Regions from separate parts of the Mus musculus genome. Here regions 1, 2 and 4 are each linked to region 3. Evidence: chromatin contacts called from public HiChIP or PLAC-seq and promoter capture Hi-C data. All regions are on one chromosome and are shown on one strand. The core of a region is the stretch at or near the end of the contact, and the rest is flanking DNA. Distances in the headings are between cores, read along the strand shown.

The links. Promoter capture Hi-C pulls out the DNA fragments that hold promoters and counts their contacts. HiChIP or PLAC-seq counts read pairs in DNA pulled down with a chosen protein or histone mark.
Region 1: a contact with region 3 is called in a promoter capture Hi-C map of the C10 cell line, with 8 times the contacts expected there. The contact joins the enhancer-like site here to the promoter of Plxna1 in region 3. A contact is called at or near these places in 4 of 39 promoter capture datasets (the C10 cell line, hippocampal neurons, liver and 1 more), 2 of 15 datasets of contacts at CTCF or cohesin (large pre-B cells and pro-B cells), 1 of 484 Hi-C or Micro-C datasets (bone marrow-derived macrophages), 11 of 115 datasets of contacts at active chromatin or transcription factors (SST interneurons, bone marrow-derived macrophages, embryonic forebrain and 8 more) and 3 of 9 other capture datasets (adipose tissue, embryonic stem cells and liver).
Region 2: a contact with region 3 is called in an H3K4me3 HiChIP or PLAC-seq map of bone marrow-derived macrophages, with 4 times the contacts expected there. The contact joins the enhancer-like site here to the promoter of Plxna1 in region 3. A contact is called at or near these places in 4 of 39 promoter capture datasets (3T3-L1-derived adipocytes, the C10 cell line, pre-B cells and 1 more), 3 of 484 Hi-C or Micro-C datasets (bone marrow-derived macrophages and embryonic stem cells), 17 of 115 datasets of contacts at active chromatin or transcription factors (SST interneurons, bone marrow-derived macrophages, craniofacial prominence and 12 more) and 2 of 9 other capture datasets (adipose tissue and embryonic stem cells).
Region 4: a contact with region 3 is called in a FOXA1 HiChIP or PLAC-seq map of pancreatic cancer cells. The contact joins the enhancer-like site here to the promoter of Plxna1 in region 3. A contact is called at or near these places in 6 of 39 promoter capture datasets (3T3-L1-derived adipocytes, the SN4741 cell line, cranial neural crest and 3 more), 4 of 484 Hi-C or Micro-C datasets (the C2C12 cell line, bone marrow-derived macrophages and embryonic fibroblasts), 18 of 115 datasets of contacts at active chromatin or transcription factors (the NIH/3T3 cell line, SST interneurons, bone marrow-derived macrophages and 15 more) and 1 of 9 other capture datasets (adipose tissue).

The regions. Positions count from the first base shown.
Region 1 is chr6:89,070,456-89,073,155 of GRCm38.p6, reverse strand. No RefSeq gene overlaps it. Among named protein-coding and RNA genes, the nearest start is that of 4933427D06Rik, 24 kb to the left of the region's middle. Within about 2 kb of position 1,250, at least 28 of the 459 cell types and tissues checked have an H3K27ac peak or open chromatin away from gene starts, as enhancers often do.
Region 2 is chr6:89,007,728-89,010,530 of GRCm38.p6, reverse strand. No RefSeq gene overlaps it. Among named protein-coding and RNA genes, the nearest start is that of Gm36639, 15 kb to the left of the region's middle. Within about 2 kb of position 1,515, at least 136 of the 459 cell types and tissues checked have an H3K27ac peak or open chromatin away from gene starts, as enhancers often do. A contact at or near this core is called in SST interneurons, adipose tissue, bone marrow-derived macrophages and 8 more, where this site is marked.
Region 3 is chr6:89,361,334-89,364,033 of GRCm38.p6, reverse strand. It overlaps Plxna1 (plexin A1), which reads left to right and starts at 1,421. Exons shown (of 32, transcript NM_008881.2): 1 at 1,421-1,627. It overlaps Gm40415, which reads right to left and starts at 2,679. Exons shown (of 2, transcript XM_017321867.2): 1 at 2,636-2,679; 2 at 1,443-2,449. The coding sequence starts at 2,290. The coding sequence ends at 1,856.
Region 4 is chr6:88,956,676-88,959,375 of GRCm38.p6, reverse strand. No RefSeq gene overlaps it. Among named protein-coding and RNA genes, the nearest start is that of Gm36409, 16 kb to the left of the region's middle. Within about 2 kb of position 1,360, at least 31 of the 459 cell types and tissues checked have an H3K27ac peak or open chromatin away from gene starts, as enhancers often do. A contact at or near this core is called in pancreatic cancer cells, where this site is marked.

The sequences.
Region 1 (2,700 bases), core at 1-2,500, 290 kb after region 3:
CCAATTACTGTCCCTCATACTCATCAATATGGAGTGAGCTTAAGAGCTGCATAAATGGTTGTTACCACTTTTATTGCTTCCCATATAAACTAACGTGCCTTTAAAATACCTGGAGACCACCTTGCAGTCAGCAGAGGGCAGGGGCCAGGAGTCTGTATTTTAACAGCTCTGAGCAGATGCTGCCCCTCACCTAGGACCAGAGTTTGCCTCCCTCATAGGAGTCCTCACAGCGTCATCCCCAGATGCTGTCATACTTTGGAGTCACCTGGGAAATATAAATTGTGGGAAATCTGGATCCAGCAGGGTTGACTGTCATGTGGTATGGCACAGCACAGGAAGTTTCAGAAGTCCCAAGGAGACTCTGCCACAGGGCAGGTGAGTCCCAAGATGGGGGTGTGTCCTTTGGGCCCCACTCAGTGCAAGAAATCCCACCACTGGAGGAAAGCTGCCTGGAGTCACAGCTCTGGCTATGTGCAGACTTCATGGCTGAGAGGCGTGGCTTCCTTGCTCCCTCCCTCCCCTTCTTCCCCTCCCTTTCCTACCCCTTCTGTCTTTTCCCCCTTCTCTCCTTTCCCCCATTCCTTCCTTCCTTCCTTCCTTCCTTTATTTCTTTCTCTCTCCCTCCCTCCCTTCCTTCATTTGCTTTTCTCCCCTCCTCAACCACCCCCTTTCCCTCCTTCCCTCCTGCCTGCTCTCCCTTCTTCTCCTCCGCTTTAACCACAGCCAGCACTACTACCAGAGTCTTAGCCAACAACAGGCACAACCACAGTGGACAAAAGATTTGCTCTCCTGGTGATGCTATAGCCATCTTAGTGTGCATACATCCACTCTGATGTTCACATGATAGCGGAGTCATGCAGGGAGACATTTCTCGGAGTGCAGCCTCGTCATTAAGTGATGTACAATTAACGATGGTATAATCAGAAAACAATATCCAATATCAACTCAAAACCATCGAAGGAGAGAAAGGGAGTGAGTGCTCTGGTGGCTGCAAGGCTTGGGAGAAGCCTGAGTTACAAAGCAGGTGTGGAGGAGCAGGGGGCCTGACCAGGGATGTCTGCAGGGCATCAAGGACAGCCAGGATGCATCAGAACGGAGCAGAGTGAAGCTGGCCTGGCCTGGGCTTGTCCTGGTGCCTCATTGGGCACTGCCCCTGCTGTTCCCTCACTGTGCCCTTTGTTCCATTTAAGCCTGGTTGTCACAGACCACCTAGCTAATCCTGTCGCCTAGCTCTGAGCCAGTGAGGCTTGACAGGCTGTGGCTGACCTCAGCTTCTGGGTCACCTCCCTTGGCCTCCCAGCTGTATCTCCCAAGCTTAGGAGATTGTGTTCCCCTGGGAGTTTAAAACACAAATGATATTTATTTTCATTTCCTCATGCTTTCCTTTGCCTATTTACCCATCTGTTCATAACTAGTCTTATTTTATGCTCGGCACCGTGAGGACTCACAGACTTGACTAGCCCCTATGTGGTTAACCAAACACGTGAGTGTCCCTCCAAAATGTCTGTGCTGAAACTTCATCCTCAGTGAGAGGAGAGGGACATTGGAAGGGACAAGGATATGAAGGCTGAATCCTGTGAATGTCATTATAAAGAGCCCCCAAGGTAGGGCTGGAGAGATAGCTCAGTGGCTAAGAGCACTGGCTGCTCACCTCAGGTACCCAGGTTCAGTTCCCAGTAACCACATGGTAGCTCACAGCTGTCTGTAACTCCGGGTCTAGAAAATGTATCGCCTCTACTGGCCTCTACAGGTATTGTATACATGTGGGGCACAGACATACATGTGGTGTGCAGACATACATACAGACAAAACATACATCCACATAAAATATATATAAATAAATATTTTTTAAAAGAGAGAGTGCAGCCCAAGAAAGCTGTTTGTCCCTCTGCTACGTGACGATATGTGGATGGGGATCAGGTCTCACTAGACACCTGCCTGCTGCTTCCTTCCTCACAATCTTCCCAGGCTCCAGAAGAAAGAAACCTGAATATTTAGCTGCTCATAAGTCACCCTGCCTAAGGTATTTTGTTATAGCAGCATGAAAGGGCTAAGAAGTGTCACACTGAGTCTTGCTGATGTGCTGAAAACCTAGCTAAGCCATAAAGCAAACACCGGAATGTCAGGTAGCAGCCACAAAGACACAGTTCCACCGCAGTGAGTGATGGTGTTCTGCAGGGGTTGGATCACTGCAGCCAATCTGGCTTCTCTAGGAGTGAATTGCCTGCTTGGGTCAGTTAGTTGTGCATAGTGCTTTGCATGGATATGTGCACCTTACTGTATCCCCAATATTAAAGAATGCATCCGTGTCTGTAACAGCTTGAGCTAACTGCAGCTAGCTGGATCCCTGAGGCAAACGGTGGGTTAATTATCATCAAGGTAAACATCCTTGCAGGGATCACGTTCTGACTATGTACAGCATAGCAGTTCATCTTCGCCTAATCAACGTTTTCACTCTCAATTGTATGCGTTGACACTTTGAAACTGTTACAACAAAATCTGCGGCATTACTGGAGAGTGAATCTTCTGAGCAAACAGATGTAGACAGAAACTCAACTTTCCAAAGGCAAGACACAAAATCAGTATAGATTGAACTTCAATTTTATGGTAATTGGTATGCAAATATTCTCCAACGTCCTCCTAATCCACGTAACAGGATGTAATGGCTAGCTTATTGCTGTCTTCTCAAAGCATCTGTGT
Region 2 (2,803 bases), core at 266-2,765, 350 kb after region 3:
CAAAACAAAACACCTGAGCAGGAACAGCCTGTGTGCCAGCAAAACAGAGAATCCATTGTCCATGTGCATGTTTCGGTAAAATGGGGCTCAGAGGAGGCGAAGGAAGGACTTGGAGCTCAGTGAGCAGGCACACTCCACCAGGGCCAGCTGTGGCCTGTGGAGCCTCCAGGCTGGGTTTTCTAGGCAGCATGGAGCTGGATCCTCCAGGGGGTGAGGGAGGTTGGGTAGCACCCAGGTTACAAAGTGCAAACATCCTTGGTGGGAGAGGTCAGGAAGAGAGAGCAAGCACCCCACCAGAGTTCTCCCTGCTGCTGAGCCAGGAGGCTGCTAGATCTGCCTAACCCTGCAGCACAAAGTTAATTTTGGGTCTCCACAGTAAACAGGCTTCCTAAAGCCATGGTTAAAGGGCTCTGGCCGTGCAGAGCTAACTGGCATCAGGACCCTCCAGCTCACATCTGGTTCCATTGTGATTCCCATATCCAGGAAAGATGTAGGAAGAAGCACTCAGGAGCTGCTGAAGAAACTGGCCCCCTGATGCCAGAAACCTTGTTGGCAGCTTCCTCCTCCTCTCCTTTTCCCTCTCCCTCTTGCGGCTGTCTAATAAGGTCAGCTCAAGGCTTGGTGAAGGTAGATGGCAGGCAGTATTTTTCAGTCCTGATGGATTCTGGTGCTCCTGAGCCAAGTGTAAAGCTGGTTCCTCACAGGGTCCAGCCTCCAGGCCAGATGATAACCCGAGACCAGAGGCAACAGCCAAGTCTATCTGAAAGCATCTCTCCCAGGTCCCCGATGCAGCAACTGAAATTAAGACTGACACCAGGGCTGGGACCTCAAACATGGCAGGACCCTTCTCTGGAAGAGTTCAAAGTAGAAGTCCCACGCACACAACTAAAGACAACTCCAATCTGGTATGCATACGGTCTACAGTGAAGGCGAGGGAGGACTTCCTCGAGGCAACAGAGCCCCCACTGCCTCCCGAGGGAGGCCTAGTCGCCATCCAGAGCGTGAGAAACCGGGGACAATGACTCCCTCTCCTGCAAAAGAAACCCTCCTGGTCAGAGAGAACAGTAGGATGTATCAGGGAACTTTCGCCACCTAAGGAACTAGCCCGAGTCTCAGCAACTTTTGTTTGTTTGTTTGTTTGTTCTTTTGAGACAGGGCTTCTCTGGGTAACAGCCCTGGCTGCCTGAAACTAGCTTTGTAAACCAAGCTAGCCTCAAACTCACAGAGGTTGCCTGCCTCTGCCTCCCAAGTGCTGGGATGAAGGCATGAGCCACCTTGCCTGGCTTTAGCAACTTAAATCAGCACAATTCCTTGTTTTCCCTTGTTCTGTGAGTTGTCAGGTCATTCTTCTAGCTTCCTGTAGTTCGGCTGGTTCCTCTGCTGAGCCGAGGGTTCACACCCACACTATTCGCCCTGACTTCAGGCTAAAATCCCAGGTCAGGCTCCGGGGCTGCACTCTGGTGGGTGGGGACAGCTGGGCGGGGCTTCTCCAGCTTCCGGGCAGGCTGGAGCGGCAGCTGCGGTGCAGTCTCAGTCCCAGTCTCTGCAGCTGTATTGCCTCTGTCAACGGGCCGACGGGAGGATGGGAAGCCCAGGAAGAAAAATAACACACAATTTAATCTCCCCAAATCAACCCATCCTACAAAGGGAAAAATAAAACAGAGTCTCCGCCAAGGCTGACCTTCTGTTTACATTTTCCTTGGCAACTGAGAAATAATTGCGGTTCTGCAGGGCCCTCCCCTCCCCCACCCTGCCTCATCCTATTCAAGCGCGACCAGGGATGACACTGGAATCTTGAACCGCACTAAGTGGTTACTATGGTGTCAGGCTGAAATTGTGAATCCCAGAGGCTGCCACAGCAGGGAGGCGGGGAGCCAGGGCAGAGTCTCAGCCGAGGCTAGTGACTGGGGGGCCTAGCCAGTTAATAGCAGACAAACTGTGCTCGCAAAGAGTAGAGTAGGGGGTTGAAAGATACGGTGGTCAGAGCAGGTGCAGGACCAGACCCAAGTCCCAGTCACACCCCCTGAGCCTTACTCTGTCCGGGCTGCTCTTTCACCCTCCACCCTGTGCCCACCAGGATTGAATCTCTGCCCAGCCCCACAGAAGAAATCCTCAGGATTTCTTTCTTATTTCCCCACAGAAATCCAGAGCCTTGGTGCTCACCCAAGGAACCTGCAGAGGTGCTTTGGGTACCACCCTGCACTTCTCCAGCTCTGCCACAGAGAACTACAAGCCAATCCTGCCGGACTCACACTGATATGTGTCAGTGTAAGATCCCTCCACTGCCACACCCTGGTTCCATTCCCACCTCCAGACAGTGAGTGACCTTAGACCCTACTCTGACCTTGAACCTCTTCTTCTCATGCCTGTGCCTTGGGGGGAAAAATCTTCTAAAGAGCACATCAGATCTTGTCTGTAATCTTCACTGAGAGAGAGCTCTTGAGTGGTCGCGGTGCCTGCCCGGCTCTGACTTCATTTGTTCCACCAACCATATCATTCTAGCTATCCTGGCCTCTGAACTGCTCCCTGCGATGGCCGGCTTGCTCCTGCCCCAGGACCTTTGAACTGGTCATTCGTTGCTACTGTGACTCCTTCCCAAACCACCACTGAGGCCTTAGGGATTGCCTGATCACTGTTGTGGTCTTCATGCTTCAAACAGGACAAGCACAGGGACGAATGAATGAATGAATGAATTAGCCATTTCCTGGTTTCTAATCCCCATCTTCTCTGTCTCTACTATAAGGATCTAGACCATCAGAAGAGGGACTCAGAGGCTCCTAAGAAAGCCCCAGCCTATAAACAT
Region 3 (2,700 bases), core at 172-2,671:
TGTGAGGCAGGTAAGGCTGTGGACTGGAAAGCAGAGCCAACTATTGGAAGCAGACAGGTGTGCAACTAGGAAGCCCACAGTTTGAACTGCACCTCTGGGCCAGACTCCAGGCTCTGCCACCAACCAGCGAGGGAGCTTGGGCAGGTCACAGGGCCTGCGCAGTCTGTCTACCCGGTTTGTACAGCACAGCAGAGATTTGTACATTCAGTATGTAGTGCCTGTGGAGTCCGACGGTAAGTGTAACTGTGGAAGAAGGGTCTCACCGCCATTCAGAAGCAAAAAGAACCAGCACCAACTTTCAGCCTGGCAAAATCAAACCATTACCTTTCCCACTGTTGCTGACACTTCTCCATCACGTGGAGGGGTGGGGTTTCACTTGGGGGAAAACCAAGTTTGCATCGTCTGTTGAAGCTAAAGACCAAGGTCTAGAGCAGGGGGCTCCAGTCCAGTAGCAGAAGAGAGGGTTAACTATCCAGAATAGCCTGTGCCACACAGTGAGAGCAAAGACTGACCACAGGACCCTGCATTCCTATCAGAGAGGAAGGCGGGACACCATTTCTATAGCATCCTCAAACAAGCTACACAAAAGAATATGTCATTCAGGGAGACAAAATGTAAACGGTCACACCCAAAGAAAAACCAGGCAAGGATGAGCACAGGGAAAGAGGGTGATGACTGCTTGGGAGACGAGTACGGACAATGGTCCTTACCGAATGAGCTGCACTGGGTCCCCCAGGCTGTGCCCAGTCAGCCTTCGCCCCTCCCACGACCACCTTTTCTGACTGCTCTGTTCTGTTCTGCGCACAGCTGCCTGCTTTGGTCTGGATGCCTTGCACTGGGTGACCTTATTGAGAAAGGTTCTCTACCCGACCGAGACCTGGCGCAATCCAGCTCTGCAGGCCAGCCCCGCGCCCGCGATCGACCCGGCGAGGTCTCTATCCTGCTGGGGTAGTTCTAACACGCCCCGCTGCAGGACCGCGTACCGGACAGGACAGTCGTCCTCTGAGCTTAGGCATCCCGGCACGCGCCACCTCCTGGGGCCTGCGGGGTGCAGTGCCGGTCCCACCTAAGCGATCGTTGCGCAGGCAGAGATGAGCAATAGGACCAGGGCAAGTGCTTCCTCCGGACTCAGTTTACCCTTCCGTGCACGAAAGCTGTACTTCCAGCCTGTGCTCCTTAAAGAGTGCATCGACTCCTGGGACCACCCGGACCACCTCACCCACCCCCACCCCAGTCCAGAGTTTTAAGGCTGAGGTGGCCATCGCCCTTTGAAGGCAAGCGGTGGGGCCCGCCGCGCGCGCTCTCGCCGCGGGGCCGAGCGCCCCCTGCAGGCCATCGCGGGTCCCGCCCCGCCCCCGCCCCCGCCCCCGGCCCCGCCCCCCGGCTTCGGCCGGCGCATGCGCGCGGCACGGCGCTCCGCGGGGCGGCGAGAGCGAGGCCGGTCCGCAGCCGCGCGGAGCTCAGCGCCCCATTCATGCTGGGCAGCGGCGACGCAGCCACGCAGCGGAGCGGAGCCCGGGCGCGGCGGCCTCGGCCTGGGCGGCCTGCGCGGCGTGGGCGGCCCCGCAGAGGGGCGAGCGGCGGGGCGCAACGATGGCCAGCGGCGGGACGCGCCCGGGGTTGGCGGGTGAGTCGGGGCGCAACTTTCCCCGCGGGCGGCGGGAGGCTCGTCGCGGCCCGGGGTCCCGAGTGGCCGGGGGGCGCTGGCGGCGGCCAGGGGGGTGTGCGCGGGGACTGCGGCGCGCGTGTCCGCGGCTGGCGTGTCCTGCGGTTCCGGCCGGGCGCCCGCGTGTGTCCGGGCGCGGTCTCCGCTATGGGCTGCCGCGTCCCGGCGGGTCGCAGCACGTCCGGGGCCCTACGATCCGGGGGGGCGCAATGTCTGTGGCCGCAGTCGCGGTCCCTTCCTCCAGGCAGGAGAGAAAGTTTGCAGTGGCCCCGCGGGAAGGGCCCTGCGGGTGCCCATGTCGGCCCGTGTTGCGCCGGGTCGGACCGGGCCGCGGGTGGGGACGTGGGCCGCAGGCGAGCGCCGCGCTGGGCAGGCCCGGGCAGGGCCGCGGGATTCGGGGCAGGTCCCTGGCTGCGCCTCGGGCCGGCCTGAGGCAGTGGGGTGGAAGTTGCAAGGCTTCGTGGGGACCCCCGCCCCCTCCGGCTCCGGCGCGCGAGTGGGCGCCGCAGCCAGCCCAGGCCCGCAGGCCCTCCACCCGGCTGCAAGGGGCGGTGCGGTGCCACCGGAGAGGACGCCGGCTCGGGCCTCCTCGGCCTCCCCCTGCGCAGGGCCTCCACGGGTCATTCCTTCCCCGGAGGATTCCCCTCTTGCTTCCTGGACGGTCCCAGGCCTGGTGTACGGCGAGGACGGCGGCGGTGATGGGCTGACTCTGGCTGCTGTAGGGAAGGGCGAGTGTAGATTCCTGGGAGGCCCCCTCTGCCTGCAGAGATCCCAGGTGCTGCCCTGGAAGGATACAAGAGGGCTTCAGAGAGGCTACTAGGTGGCCGGAGCCCTCTCAGTCTCATCGGTGGGGTGCTGGGGCCACGCCCCTTGAAAGAAAGGGGTGTGTTGGGGGGGGATGGGAACGAACTGAGCCTCTGCCCCTCTGCCAGGCTCCTACCTCTGGCTCTGGCTCCTGGTGCTACCTACCTCTTCCAGCAGGTGCTGCGGGTCTTCAGTCCCATCAGGGTGGTGCTATCCTGTGCTTCTCCAGC
Region 4 (2,700 bases), core at 111-2,610, 400 kb after region 3:
GTAATAGCATGGATCTCAGGCGCTTGCATGCCACAGGGGCCAGCCCCTTAACCCCCTCACCCTAAACTAATTGTGTCTCCTTCAAACTTCACATTCACAACATATCCTCACCTCATACTATATTTGGAGATAAAACCTATCAGGAATAAATTTCAGTTAAATGAGGTCATGAATTTGAGCGGGGATCTGATCCAACAGAATTAGTGTCTTCATAGAGACACACTCCCTCTCTTCAAGTATGCCCAAAGAAGAAATCGCACAACACACAACAAGAAGTTAGGAAGCCCTGGCTGTTCTGCCCTGACCCCAAATGCATAGCCTACAGAACAGAGAGAATGAGTCCATCTAAGGTGTCAATTTGTGGCAGCTGGTGCCAGCTATGACCCTCACATAACAGCTCTGCTTGAATCTCCGCTTTACAGAAGAGGACACAGGCTCAGGCAAGTGATGCCTGTGAGTACATCTGTAAGGGTGGAGTGAGGACAGACCAGGTCATCCCTCCACCGCCCACACTGCACACTGCATGGCTAAGTATGCATGGTTGTTCACGCCAGACCTGTCTTTTGTGGAGTCCAACAGTAATGCCAACTGTGCTTCGGATACTGCTGCTACTTAACAGCATTAACTAAGACTCAGTGTACTATTGGACAAGCCCCATTAGCTTTACACATGGATTCCTTGCTGGCCCCTCCACTGAGTCAGTCCCACTTGAAGCCTCCTGCACAACTTCAGATGGACTCTGAGTGAGACCACAATCCACTGAGGCTGGTCAAAGGCTGGACAGGACGTACCAAGCACTCTTGTCCACAGCCCATCTGTACTTCTCTAGTGGCTCCAAGACCCCAGCAGGAGTGTCCCCACAGGAAGGCAGCAGCCATCTGGCTACATGCCACAGCACATCGGTTGCCAAAGCCCATGTTGAAGAAGACCCATGTACACCCAGATCCAAGGGAGGGGAGGGCATTGGTCAGTTTTCTTCATCATTGTGGCAAAATACTTGACAGAAGCAACCTGGGAAGGAAGGTTTCTGCTGGCTCACAGGCTGAGACAGTACAGTCCTTCCTGGTGGGGAAGTCTTGTCAAAGTTCATGGTGCCCAGAGCAGGTCACGGATCGCATCACAGCAGGAAGTGGGAAGCAGAGAGTACTGAGTTAAGCACTGGAGCCAGGTCTCAAGGCCCATCCTCTCCCACCAACCCACTTTGCCAGCCACGCCCCACCTGCCAAAGGCTTTACAGCCTGTAGAGGGGGGCCACTTGCTGAAGGCTGAGTGTCCAAACACACGCCTGAAGGACACCTCTGACTCAAACAGTATCAGGAAGTTGAACCACACCTCTGTGAGGCAAGGGTGTTGTGGTCATGCGCCAGAGGACCCCATGGGAAAAAGGTATGATTAAGGCCATCTTGGGAAAGTACAGGCCACATACAGTGCTAAAACCAGATCTGACCTGCTAACGGAAATGACAAAGAAATTTCACTGTGACTTGTTTCTATTTGTGTTCCCATTAATCACCTGTCTGTTGTCATTAAGTTGTCATGCCTGCGTTACTGGCAATAATAACCTGGGGTTTGATCACATCTCACAAGGTGGTTTGCATGGGCTCAGCTTCTTCATGGGGATGAGGAGAGGGCTGACACAGCTGATATAAAACGAGCAAAACTAAGACTTCTCAACCAGCTGCCAGGGAGACCCCGAGGAGTTTCTTGAAGTCCCAGGACCAGTGTCTGCCAGAACAGCTAAAGTAGAAGGTCCCAGCGTTGAACTGTATATGACTGGAAACCCCAGAAGATGTCTTCAAGTCCCCGGAGACCTCCAGGGCTAGTGCTGACATTCTCTCTCAGAGGCATCTGCACATTGTCTCCACCTCAGGTCATGTGTCTGTGACACTGCACTATTCTCACCTGAGGGAGTGACCCTCTGCATTCCCCCACATGCCACTGAGACAAGGTGTTATACTCATGAGTGCACACCCTCCCCGCCCCAGAAGTCTCCAGCTTCTATAGGGAGTTAGTGAAACCTCTAGGAGGTAGATGGGAAGAATCAGAGCATTGGAAGTGTGTCTTGAAGGCCATATTGGGAGCCAAGTCATTTCCTGTGTCTCTTAGCTTCTCGGCCACCATGATATGACCAGTTCTGCTCCATCATGTGCTTCCACCATGATGTTAGGGCCTCAGAAACCTCTGAATGTGCGAATCAAACAAGCCATTCCCCCTGTTATTTTTTCACAGCAGTAGAAAGCTAACTAACACACAGGGTTACAGGGTAAAACAAAGTTCATTAAAAGTTCAAACAGGTAACAAAGGTCATTATATCACCCCCAACTGGATGTGACTTATGTGGCAGGGGTGGTGGTTAAGCTACCATTCTCACCACAAGGCATCTCATGACTGGTGCTATTCTCTTCCTCTGGAAGTGAGACCAAGGGAGATGTTCTTTCACATCCTTCTCTATGACCTCTCTCACTGCTGAGGCTAAACGACTGCCAAGTCCTCCTTACTAACAGTCAACGGGTCTTGTCTTCCACCTCAGTGTTTTATGCTAAGATTATCCCACCTAGGGATACCCAAACCTGTCACTTTCCAGACAAAAGAATCATTGGCTCTCACAGGAAGGTGAGTTCCATAGACAGAAGAGCTCTTAAGCTTACCCCACTGCCCACTATAGAAGGCATGCATGTGTACAAGTTGAAAAGACATCTCT